Regions from separate parts of the Mus musculus genome. Here all the other regions are linked to region 4. Evidence: chromatin contacts called from public ChIA-PET, HiChIP or PLAC-seq and promoter capture Hi-C data. All regions are on one chromosome and are shown on one strand. The core of a region is the stretch at or near the end of the contact, and the rest is flanking DNA. Distances in the headings are between cores, read along the strand shown. Region 1 holds the start of Aldh4a1 (aldehyde dehydrogenase 4 family, member A1). Region 2 holds the start of Iffo2 (intermediate filament family orphan 2). Region 3 overlaps Iffo2 (intermediate filament family orphan 2). Region 4 holds the start of Ubr4 (ubiquitin protein ligase E3 component n-recognin 4).

The links. ChIA-PET counts read pairs in DNA pulled down with a chosen protein or histone mark. HiChIP or PLAC-seq counts read pairs in DNA pulled down with a chosen protein or histone mark. Capture Hi-C pulls out chosen DNA fragments and counts their contacts.
Region 1: a contact with region 4 is called in an RNA polymerase II ChIA-PET map of memory CD8 T cells, with 1,766 read pairs. The contact joins the promoter of Aldh4a1 here to the promoter of Ubr4 in region 4. A contact is called at or near these places in 15 of 39 promoter capture datasets (the 3T3-L1 cell line, 3T3-L1-derived adipocytes, cranial neural crest and 9 more), 16 of 484 Hi-C or Micro-C datasets (the AML12 cell line, CD4 T cells, CD8 T cells and 9 more), 19 of 115 datasets of contacts at active chromatin or transcription factors (the HPC-7 cell line, the SCID.adh cell line, T-cell acute lymphoblastic leukemia and 11 more) and 3 of 9 other capture datasets (embryonic stem cells, liver and pancreatic islet).
Region 2: a contact with region 4 is called in a promoter capture Hi-C map of adipose tissue. The contact joins the promoter of Iffo2 here to the promoter of Ubr4 in region 4. A contact is called at or near these places in 2 of 39 promoter capture datasets (liver and pre-B cells), 8 of 484 Hi-C or Micro-C datasets (CD4 T cells, CD8 T cells, cerebral cortex and 4 more), 3 of 115 datasets of contacts at active chromatin or transcription factors (effector CD8 T cells, embryonic stem cells and pancreatic cancer cells) and 2 of 9 other capture datasets (adipose tissue and liver).
Region 3: an H3K27ac HiChIP or PLAC-seq map of epiblast stem cells shows a contact between it and region 4. The contact joins the enhancer-like site here to the promoter of Ubr4 in region 4. A contact is called at or near these places in 2 of 39 promoter capture datasets (liver and pre-B cells), 5 of 484 Hi-C or Micro-C datasets (CD4 T cells, embryonic stem cells and liver), 5 of 115 datasets of contacts at active chromatin or transcription factors (the HPC-7 cell line, bone marrow-derived macrophages, embryonic stem cells and 2 more) and 3 of 9 other capture datasets (adipose tissue, liver and pancreatic islet).

What each region holds. Positions count from the first base shown.
Region 1 is chr4:139,621,449-139,624,148 of GRCm38.p6, reverse strand. Aldh4a1 (aldehyde dehydrogenase 4 family, member A1) reads right to left here and starts at 1,255. Exons shown (of 15, transcript NM_175438.4): 1 at 952-1,255. The coding sequence starts at 1,010.
Region 2 is chr4:139,573,453-139,576,152 of GRCm38.p6, reverse strand. It overlaps Iffo2 (intermediate filament family orphan 2), which reads right to left and starts at 1,433. Exons shown (of 9, transcript NM_001205173.1): 1 at 556-1,433. The coding sequence starts at 1,205.
Region 3 is chr4:139,597,733-139,600,432 of GRCm38.p6, reverse strand. All of the region lies in intron 1 of Iffo2 (intermediate filament family orphan 2), which reads right to left. Among named protein-coding and RNA genes, the nearest start is that of Aldh4a1, 24 kb to the left of the region's middle. RefSeq lists an enhancer at 1-2,700. Within about 2 kb of position 1,337, at least 322 of the 459 cell types and tissues checked have an H3K27ac peak or open chromatin away from gene starts, as enhancers often do. A contact at or near this core is called in the HPC-7 cell line, adipose tissue, bone marrow-derived macrophages and 5 more, where this site is marked.
Region 4 is chr4:139,379,307-139,382,006 of GRCm38.p6, reverse strand. Ubr4 (ubiquitin protein ligase E3 component n-recognin 4) reads right to left here and starts at 1,348. Exons shown (of 106, transcript NM_001160319.1): 1 at 1,145-1,348. The coding sequence starts at 1,320.

The DNA.
Region 1 (2,700 bases), core at 6-2,505, 240 kb before region 4:
TGAGCCATACTGGGGCAGGATATTGGAACACATCACTAAGGCAGCCAGGATTCTGGCTGAAAGCAAGCAGCTCTCTGCCCTAGGGCTTACCTGTCTCTTCATTACGTTTGTTTGTTTGTTTGTTTGTTTGTTTGTTTTTGAGACAGGGTTTCTCGTGTATCCCTGACCCTCCTCGAACCTGCTCTTGCAGAACAAGCTGGCCTTGCACTCAGTGACCTGCCTGCCTCTGCCTCCCGGTGATTTATTAAGGAACTTGTCTGAATGGATTTAGGCAAACCTCAAAATGAGCCCCATGCCACGCAGAGCCGCATCACACGTTATAAAAGTCATTATGGCACCCACCGTAAAACAAAAGCCCAATATTGAACAAAAAGGGAGTGGGGTGGAGAGGTCCCTGGGAGTGTCGGAAGGCTCCAGAATGGGAACACAGGGCCGGCCAAGGTCTGGGAGAATCAGCAAATTTGAAATATACAGCGTTAGGAGAAAGAGGGGTGTAGGAAGGGGGCGTGGGCACAAATCCGGACGCCACACCCTCCCTGGGGTTCCTTGGATAGGAAAACTGGCCATCTAGGACATTGGTTTGCAACCTGTAGGTCGCCACCCCGAGCGATCCTTTCACAGGGGTCGCATATCAGCTATTCTGCATATTAGATATTTACATGACGATTTATAACAGTAGCAAAATACGGTTATGAAGTGGCATAATTTTTCGGTTGGGGAGTCACCACACCAAGAGGAAAGGGTCACAGCATTTGTTAAGAACCACTGCTCTAGAGAGACCTGGTAAGGCGCCACAGGTTCTCCATGGGAGAGTGGCTCTGCAGGTCGCGACCCGGCGCGCACTTAGGGGAGCCATAGGGACCCTGGAGATAATGGCTGCAACCTGGAGGACCCACAGAGTGGGATCTGTCCACGGCTCTCAGGACTCAGGCAGCAGAGGGGTTCACTCACCCAGCGCCCCTCCAGGCATGGGACAGCAGGGATCGGCGGAGCGACGGCAGCGGCAGCATCGCGGAGACTCTTAACAGTCTTGCGCAGCTGTGGGAAGCTCAGAGTCAGCCCCACCGGGCTGGACTAGACAAGCCCGGAGCGCACTACCTCTGCGGGAGGCGCAGCATCGCCCGGTCCACCTCCTTCGGGGCCCCTCCTCGGGTACCCTTCCCCCTCTGTCAATAAACATCAGCTGTATTTAACATCAAAATTGCTACTGTGGACTGCGGGTCAAGAGAATGCAGCAGAAAAGCCCTGAAATGATACTCTCTTCTCCTCGTCTCCTCTCCTTATGGTATGACCCAAGGAGAGAGGGCGTGAGCCTCACTGACCAATCAGAGTCTCGCATGAAAGCCTCCAGGCCAATCAGCAGGACAGGCAAGCTGCAGCCTTCTTAGGCAGGGCTGGAGAGTTGCAGGAGCCAATGACAGATCCTGCACAGAGCGCGTGCTCAGTAGTAGAAGTGGCCGGGGGGGGGGGGGGGGGGGGACCCGGTCGACGCGACAGGTGCTACTTGGGTCCCCAACACTTGGTGGCTGGAAGGCTGGACATCTGCAGGCTACAACTCTGCCCGGGCCCGCCGAGCCACACCAAGGCCAGCTCCCTGCCACCTCCCCGGGGGCTGCCACCGTGCATGGAGCCTGATCTGCCCTCCATCTCCCAGCCTGGCTCAGGGCCAAGCCTGGGCTTGCTTCCTTCCAGATTGGAATCAGAATGAGATAAAACCCTAGCGGGCCTGAACTTAACGTTCTTCGTTTTAATTTTCTTTATTTCTTCCTTTTCTTAAAAGCCTCTAGCCACAAAAACCAGTTGTTCCTGCCTCTGTCCCTCTGTCCCTCTGCCCCGTGGTTAAAATTTTCAGTTTTCTTCATGAGACGTTGTTTGATGAATACTCGAACGTATTAAAACAGCTTCCGAAACCTGCTCTTAGAATGATGCCTTAGGGAACCACTGTATTCCTAAGATACTGGTATGGGTTTTCTTACTTTATTCTCTTTGGGTTTTGTTTTTGTTTAATTTTTTTAATTTTTTTTTTTTGGCTTGGTTTTACTTTTTCAGACAGGGTTTCTCTGTGTAGCCTTGGCTATCCTGGAACTGGCTCTATAGACCAGGCCCTGAATTTACAGAGATCCACCCGCAGGTCTGCCTCCAGAGTGCTGGGATTAAAGGCCTGCACCACCACAGTCCTGCTTCAACGTGTTTCTCTGTCTTTGACAATGTAACCAGGGCATTTACTTTGGGGTCCCTCTGGTTCTAATTTGATACCACACTGGGCAGATTCGCCTCAAAACACCATGACCAAAAAGCAAGTGGGGAGTTAAAGGTTTACGTGTGCAAATTTTCAGCTCATCACTGAGGCAGGAACCTGGAGGCAGGAGCTGATGCAGAAGCCGTGGAGGGACGCTGCTTACTGGCTTGCTCAGCCTTACAGGTGGACCGCCAGTCCAGGGGTTGGACTACCTAGAATAGGCTGGGCCCTCCCACATCAATCACAAATTAAGAATTTTTTTTGCCCAAGTAGCTGTGCAGTGGTAGTGCATACCTTTACATCTAGCACTTAGGAGGTAGATGCAGACAGATCTCTGAGTTTGAGGCTAGCCTGGTCTACAGAGTGAGTTCCAGTCTATACAGAGAAACCTTGTCTCAAATAACTAAAATGATAATAATACTAATACTAACAATAATGTAATAATTAATTAACTAATTAAT
Region 2 (2,700 bases), core at 184-2,683, 190 kb before region 4:
ATCTTGGCCTTAAAGACCTGGAACAAGATAGGCGACCCCGGGGCCCTAGGGACAGAGCCATCCATCTTCACACGTGAGCTCATTAAATTCAAGGACAAAAAAAAAATGACAATGAGCTAGTTGAGACTGTTTTCTTTACACCTGCTATGGGAAAGGGAATCTACCACCAACATCTCGGGGAATACCTAGGCTAGGAGACACACCAGCCATGACTTCCATCAAAGGATCAAGTCTTGACTTTCACCGCGGATTAGCCAAGCTGCCTTGAGCAAGACACTTGGTACCTCTTCACCTCAGTTTCCTCATCTGCAGTATGGGGACAAGGCTGCCTCACACCGCACTGTCATGTGGACAGAATGAGATCACCACAAATCCGCTGGTTATTACGTCCCTGGGAAACAATGTGCCTGGCCCCAGGGGTCGGCGCCCAGGTATCCCGCGCTCCCTGCGCTCGTTCGCGGATTTAGATGACCTAGTCCTCCCGCAGTTCGCAGCCCATATGCCAGGCCCTGCTGCCGGTTCTGAGAGCGGCGGAGGAGGGGCGCGTCCACTCACCTCCGTTTGTACTCGTCACGCTCGCGCTTCACCTTGGCCAGCACGTTGTAGAGAGCGCGGATCTCTGGCGTGATGGTGTCGATCTGCACGCCTACGCCGTCCGGGTGTACCCACGACACGCCGGGGCCCTGCACAGTCTCCACGCCACCGCCTCCCGTGCGCCGCACCTGCGTGTAGCTCCAGATGGTCCCGGGCAGGCGACCGTAGTGCTGCGGGTGCGAGCCGCCGCCGGGGGGCAGGCCGCCCAGGGCCACCGCGTTGGCGTTGACGCCGGTGGCCGCGCCGAGGGCCTGCCCGCTTCCCGCAGCCGACGGCCGCAGCAGCTCGGGCCCGGTCTGCACGGCCTGCTCGCGGGAGAAGGTCTTGTAGCGCAGCCGCCGATCGCGCTCGCTCTGCTGCTGCTCCAGCTGTTTCTCCAGGAGCCGGTTGCGCCGCTCCAGCTCGTGCACCTTGGCCAAGAAGCAGCGGAAACGCACGTTGAGCCCCTTGAGGAGGTGGATGTTGGAACCCAGATCGTCCCGCAGCGCCGCCGTTACGGGCGAGGGCCCCGGCCCGGCCCCGCCACCCCCGCCGCCGCCTGCGCAGCCGCCGCCCCCCGGCGGGCAGCCGAAGGCCAAGGCCATCTCTCCGAACAGCAGCGAGTTAACCATGCGCCGGCTGCGTGGCTCAGGGCCCCGGGCCCGTGGCTCCAGATGCGGCTCCAGCTCGGGGCCGGGCTCCCGGCGCGGCCGGGCCAGGGCGGGCGCGGGCTCCAGAGCGGCCGGGGTGGTGTTAGGTGCCAGATGCGGCTCCGCTGCGTCGGGAGAGATGGTGGGACGAGCTGGAGGTCGCGGTGGCTGCGTGGGGCTGGTGAGGGGTCCGGTGCCTGCGCCGCGACTGTCAGAGCTGCTGTGGACCGGCCGCAGCAGCGGCTCGCAGAGGACTCTCAGCCGGCGCTGCCCCCTCTGCGGCGAGCCCCGCCCTCTGCAGGCACAGACCACGCCTCCAGGGCCCGCCCTCTGCAGACACAGACCACACCCCCTGCCTAGCTGCTCTCTGCCCTTCCCGGCCCGCCCTCTATAGGCGAAGGCCTTCCTCCCTAGCCTGGACCGCCCTCTGCGGACATAGGCCACGCCCCTCAACCCATTGCAGCGATTTCACCCGCTGAGACTCGGCTCCTAGGTCTCCAGCCCCGGCCACGCCTATCGGCCCTTGGGCTCCGCCCACCCACAAGCTGCGCCACTCGTCTGCGAGGAGCCTTTCGACTACAGCTCAAGCTCCGCCCAGCAACGGCCCAGAAAACCCTCGCCTGCGTGCGGCGCTGCAGGCCTAGCGGGGTTCAGATAATCTAACGCAGTCTGAATGCGAAACTGTACCCGGGAACGCGGCAGAGCCGGGCACCGCAGCCTCTTGAAAAGGTGGACAGCCTGTGGAGACCTCCACTACCAAGTGTGCCAGGCGGGCTTGACTACCTGCTTGCCCTTCCTCCGTGTCCCAAATTTCCCTGCCCCAGATTCTCAGGCATGCGGGTGACTGTGGCCTGCAAAGGTCTGGCAACCATAGTGTGCGAAGATGCATGAAAACCAGCTCCCCTACTCCAGCCTCCGGAGGCCTTGGTCGCCTTCCTGTCCCCTACCAGGCAGGATCAGGGCTTCTCGCAGCCTTTGAGCCTGCTAGTCCACGGCAAACCCAGAAGCGGGGATGTGAGACAAGCTGGGGAAGAGAAAGCAATGAGCCTCCCAACATGCTTGTCCTCACAACCCTGACTAACCATCTCCTGTCACCTATCACCACATTGTCACAGTCGGCGCTGTAGCTGAGCCCTGAGAGCAGAGGGTCTGTCTATCCATCAATTCTCCCGAATGCCTTGCTGCAATATGGAGTACCACCTATTTGGAGGACACTTATTTGGACCCATCCATCTTCCGTCCTTTCAGCCATCTATCCTTCACACCTACCACCCTAAAAACCAGTATTCCCTGCGATCTCCAAGTGTCTCCTGTACCCACTGCAAGCATTAGCTCACAGCAGGCACCTATTTAAGTATTATCCTCATTTTACAGAGAAGGTCGCTGAGACCTGAGCTTTACCACCACCTCAAAACACACTCTACCCAGCCTTCCGAGCTGCTGGCCTTTGGTCCTCACCACAAACTTCCTAAGGGAA
Region 3 (2,700 bases), core at 88-2,587, 220 kb before region 4:
TGTCCTGACACTCAGTTCGTCTGACTTCTAAGTGTGGTGTGGCAGATGCAAGAACCGGAGAGGAAGGTGTGTTCTTATACTGGGAGCGTTTAATCCCCCAAGGACTGCTCCCATGTTGAAGATGAGGAAGAATGTTAGCCTCCAGGCAAGGGTTAGCCTGCTCCTCTTCCTCCTCCTCCGAGGCTTTTCTCTCTCAGAATGCCGCCACAGATTTAAGGCAGACTGAGGGACCAGGATATATCCTCTCAGATGGCCTGGGCATCAATACCGCTCAGAGCTCTCTTCTAAGAATGAAGCCAGGGATAACGATAGGGCTCTAAGTGAGGCCACCTCCACCCTCTTCACCATGCCAGCATCTGAGGGCAGCCTCACCTTGCTCTGAGCACCCTGGGCCCTGGTTAGATGAAGCAAGGAGGGATTAGAGAAAAGAAGATCTCTGCAAAGGGAGAGCTGAGTCTACAGCTAGAGGCCAGCCTTGCGATCTCTTCTTGGTAGGAGTGTGATAGTCAACGATTGGAACGGGAATCCGTTCTCTCCACCATGTGGGGTATGTGGTGGCAAAACGCCTTTCCCTGCTGAGCCATCTTGCTGACCCTTATTAAATGAAAGGGCATGGGTTAGATGGGTAGACCAGAAGATGAATAGGTAGATGGATAGGTGGGTATGAAGGTGAATGGGGGCAGTGTGTGTGTGTGTGTGTGTGTGTGTGTGTGTGTGTGTGTGTGTGTGTGTGTGTGTGTGTGTGTGTATGAATGGGAGAGGGGATGAATGGGGCTGGGGGCAGGAATGAATGAAATGATCCACACTCAGGCCCCTTCCTTCGGCCTGAGCCCTACCCCAGGGTCTTATCTTTATCTCCCAGGCTGAGGAATCCACAACCAAATTCCCAGCACAACCAGGCTCTCTCTACAGCCACTGGGCTCAGACATCCCTCCTGGGGGAGGGGCAAAATACAGCCAGGACAGGAAGCTTGCAGGAGAAAGAGAAGCCTTCCCCTCCCACGACTTACAACCTTTCAAGGCCTGGAGGGGAGGCAGGGACATTAGACAATCAATGCAGAGAGAGGAAATGACCCCACAAAGGAGCCCCACCACCACCTCGGCGGCGGAAGAGGCACATGTGGGAGCCTGGCAGCTGGAGGGGGAGGTGGCAGCCTCGTCACAGCCAGATGTGGCCTCTCAGCATTCCAGAGGAGCCAGCGCTAGGACCACGTGACAGATGAGAAATCTCGGCTGACCACTGGGGGTGGGGTGGGGGAGGCAGCTTTAAAGCCAGCCTAGTCCGAGCTGCTGGAACCAGGCCAGTAGTTCTGCCTCTTGCATGAGCTCAAAATGACACACAGAAGCAGGAAGAAGCCCACAAAGTCTAGCTACGGAGAAACGGAAACCCAATCTGAAGCCGCTGACAGAGGGGCTGACTCATGGGTCTTTCATATCCTGTGCAGTCAGAGAAAGGCTCAAAGGCCCCAGAAGAAAGTGGGTGCAGCCCCAGCAAATAATTAGAGCATCACAGACAACCCCGGGCCCATGGGGAGTCCATCCCAGAGTCCCCAGACTGTACAGACAGAAGCAGAAATGAAGACATTCAGAAAGGAGACACTTTTATGCCCCCCTTGATTTGACTATCAGACTACGGAAACAATGAACCTCAAGAAATGGAACCCCCCCCCCCCCAAGGAATCTCATAACAGCGCAAGGGAAAAGGCGACAGCCAAAAGGGAACCTGGTCTCCTGGAAAAGGATTCCACACAGTTTTAACCAATGAGGGTGAAGCCAGACGATGATAGGTCAGTGGCGGGGCAGAACCGCACTCTGTCCAAGGCTGGATAGATGCTCAAACCCATGGCTATTTAAACACTTCCCCTCGCTTCGAGCCCCCAAGAGTGACTTGAGGGGGTCATTGTCCCTCTCCCCAGTGTGGCCACACTGAGAACGTCTTCCTCTCTCACACTATTAATCTGGCTGTTTTAATTAGCTGCTCAAGAATGGCTTCTTCGGGTATAGACAGCGACTCCAAGTTTGGTAACATTCCAACGCCTGTTCCCACATCCCCCGGCTGTGATATCCCAGGCGAACTCATCGCCCTTTGTGAGTTGCTTTTCTATATTCCCCATTTCTGAAGATAGTTGTGGGAACCACTCTGCAAGTAGAGGAAGAGGAGGGTGAAGAAGACCCCAGCGCCGAGACAGGGCTGAGCATCGGATCCTGCACTTCAGCTCAGTCTAGCTCCAAGTGCAGGCCAGGCAGGCAAGGGCGCTGGGCGGGAGCCTCAGGGTGGGGTGGGGGTGGGACAACAAGAATGGTCCCGCCTGGCAGCAGGCACGCCCAGGCCGACTCACTCAGGTGATGGGAAACAGGCGCAGGTGAGGCTGGGCTGGAGCCCTCAGTGGAAAACTTCACTCTGGGCCAAGCGTGGGCCGGGGCCTGGCCCTGGCCCTGGGTGGGGGTGGACGGCAGCTTCCTTTCCTGTGGTCTGCCTAAGCCTTCTCTGTTCCAGCCCACTCACCAAGGGGAAGTCATCCCACTACCCTGGGGCAGGACCAGGTATGGGCAGACAAGGGGCTTCCAGCAGAGCAGAGGTTCAGCCAAAGGCCCTTATGTGCTAGACAGGAGCGTCAGCAGAGACCAACCAGGGAGCCTTGGGCCACACAGCCCAGGGCTGGTTCTTCTGGGAGGGCCCAGATCCTCACTGGCTTCTCTG
Region 4 (2,700 bases), core at 99-2,598:
ACACGTGGATTTTTTTTAAAAAAAAGGAGGAAAAGAAGGTAAAATAAAAAGATGCTAGATAATTTGAGACTTTCTGATACTTGTTTTCATCTTCAAAACAACCTTGGGCATAATTAAGCAAGAAAATCTATTTGTTAGAACTTAAATTATCAAACCCAGACACTATTTTATTATAAATTGTTAAAGATCATTCATCCAAAACATCACAGGCAGTGACAGTTGTTGTGATAAATAATAATGCCAAACCACAGCAATTTCCAAATAACACAACTTTCCAAATAACCTTTAGACATATCCTGCTGACCAGCAAGGTAAAATGACCCGCTTAGCAATTTCAGAGAGTTACTGGGGCAAGTAAACTTGGTTTGGCTAGGAAAACGAAAGTGAGAAAACAGGCTTTAAAAGCATGAGTCTTCTATTAAACTCATTTGCTCTGAGCCCCGTAGTCAGGAAAAGGTAGACACAGAGATCACCACATTCCCATGAAGAAATACGACTCTTGCAATCTAACAATCTGTATACAAAGGTATGAACACATTAACAGCAAGCCAAGGAACAGTCCCGTAAATAAGAGTCTGTAAAGCATTTTATTGAGAAAGAGAAGGACTCCGATCTCGGATATACGCAATTACAGTGCAAAGTAAAACCGAAGTATTCAGTGGTAACTAGTGGCTTCAGTCACAGAAACAGCACGTGCCCCCAGTTATCATAGCACCAAAGAAAGACCGTTATTAAACTATGTGGTAGCTCTCCAAAGTAAACCTCCGGTTCTGGTGACAGGGAGAAATGCAAACTCATCCACGCCCTGACCTTAACGCGACTGAGGTGGATGGGGAGGGGGGGGGCCGGGGGCAGCGGGCCGGGTGACACTGGCCCAGCAGCACCGTGCATCTCAATAGCCAGTTCTCAAATGCGTCCGGCCACGCCCTCCAGCCAGAGCAACCATAAAAGTTTTGCTCCGGAGGGTAAATCAAGTCAGGGATGGTTCACGCCAGAGCTGGGTGGAAACCAGAGGCGCTCTCGTTCCCAGCGCCCGGGAGTCCCGAAGGCATGCGTGGGGTGGATTCCCTGACAGAGTGGACTCACGAACCGGCCCGTCCTCCCCTCCCCCCCCACCCCGCCCGCCGGCGCCGCCGCCCGGTACCTCTCGATGACTGAGGCCACCAGCTGCGGCAACTCCTTCATCTCGAAGGCGGAGTAGGACGCGGACAGGAGGGGCCGCACCGCCACCTCCCAGCCCGGGGTCGTGTCCTGCCCGGTCGCCGGGGCTCCGGGCGCTGGAGCTGCTGCCGCCGCCTCTTCGCCGCCGCTCGTCGCCATCTTTCGTCGTACTACTGCGGCTCCCTCCGGGGGCTTGCCACCGGCCCAGCGCCGCCTCCCGGGAGGGGGCGGAAGTGACGCAATCGTGCGCGTCAGACAGCGCGCCGCGGGTCGCCCAACAAAAACGCAAAGACCTGGACGGCCTCTGACTTCTGCGGGCTTAACCCAGGGTAGTGCGCCTGCGCACGATTGAAAATGCCAGAGGAGGGCTAGGAGCAATGCCCTCTGCGCGTGCGCCATGGCGGCGAGCAACCCTGCGCATGCTCGCGGGAAGCAGTAACTACCGCGCGTGCGCGGGCCCCGCAATAAGCGGCAATATGGTTCCCCAACCTCCTGGAAATGTAAGTTTGTGACTTGGATTCGGAAGAGATGTCTGAACGGCGCCATCCTAGGACAGACAGGGGGGAGAGGAGGCCACAACCTGCTCAGTGTTAGTCACTTCCTCTGCCCAGTGTACCGCATGAGCAGCCAGCCATTCTAGCGCTTACCACTTGGCAAACTTTCTGCGCACACCTTCGCTTAGTAATGATTTTCTTCATGAATTCCTATTTCGCAGCCACTTCTTTATATATTTAGAATTCCTTCGATAATAATCTAGAGAGAACGTTAAGCTTTTTTGAAATTTGGTCCCTATAGGCCAAATTGTCTGCGAACCTTCCTCCCTCAGACCCCAGAGGGTAAGCATTAGTAGCCATCGCAGCAGTCTTTCAGGGGCCCCTATTTGGGTTGACTGTTGATTTCAGCAATCCTTCTATCTTCACCTCCAGTGGAATTACAGGTGTGGGTGTCCACACCTGTTTATAGTTCTGTCGGGAAGGGGGAGGATGGTCTTATTTTATTCGGGCGTTTCCACTGTAGCTCAGGCTGACATGGAACACTAACACAATCCTCTTGCCTCAGCCTCTCAAAGTGCCAAGATCATCACCACGTCTGGCCATCAGCAGTAATAACAAGTCTCATATTTCTGGCTTTGGGGTGTCAAGGCACTCGGAATAAACATCTTCCTTTTCAAATACATAATTTAGTAGTGGAGGTTCTTGGGATAACATCTATGTTGTAAATTTAGACTGAGGAGCTCAAGAGATAACTTGACAGTTCCATTCTCACCACCCAGGTCTAGCTGTTATGGTTGTAACTCCAGTTCCAGGAGATCTGCTGTCTTCTTCTGGACTCTATAGAAACCTCCATTCCCAGGTGCACACACCCTCCACACATATACACACATGTATGGTGTGTGTGTATATATATATATATATATATATATATATGCGCGCACATAAATCTATTTAAAGTGTTTGGTATGCCATCACTGGGGAGGCAGAGAATTACCACAAACTCAAGACCAGTCTGGTCTACGTAGCAAATTAAAGCCTGTCAGGA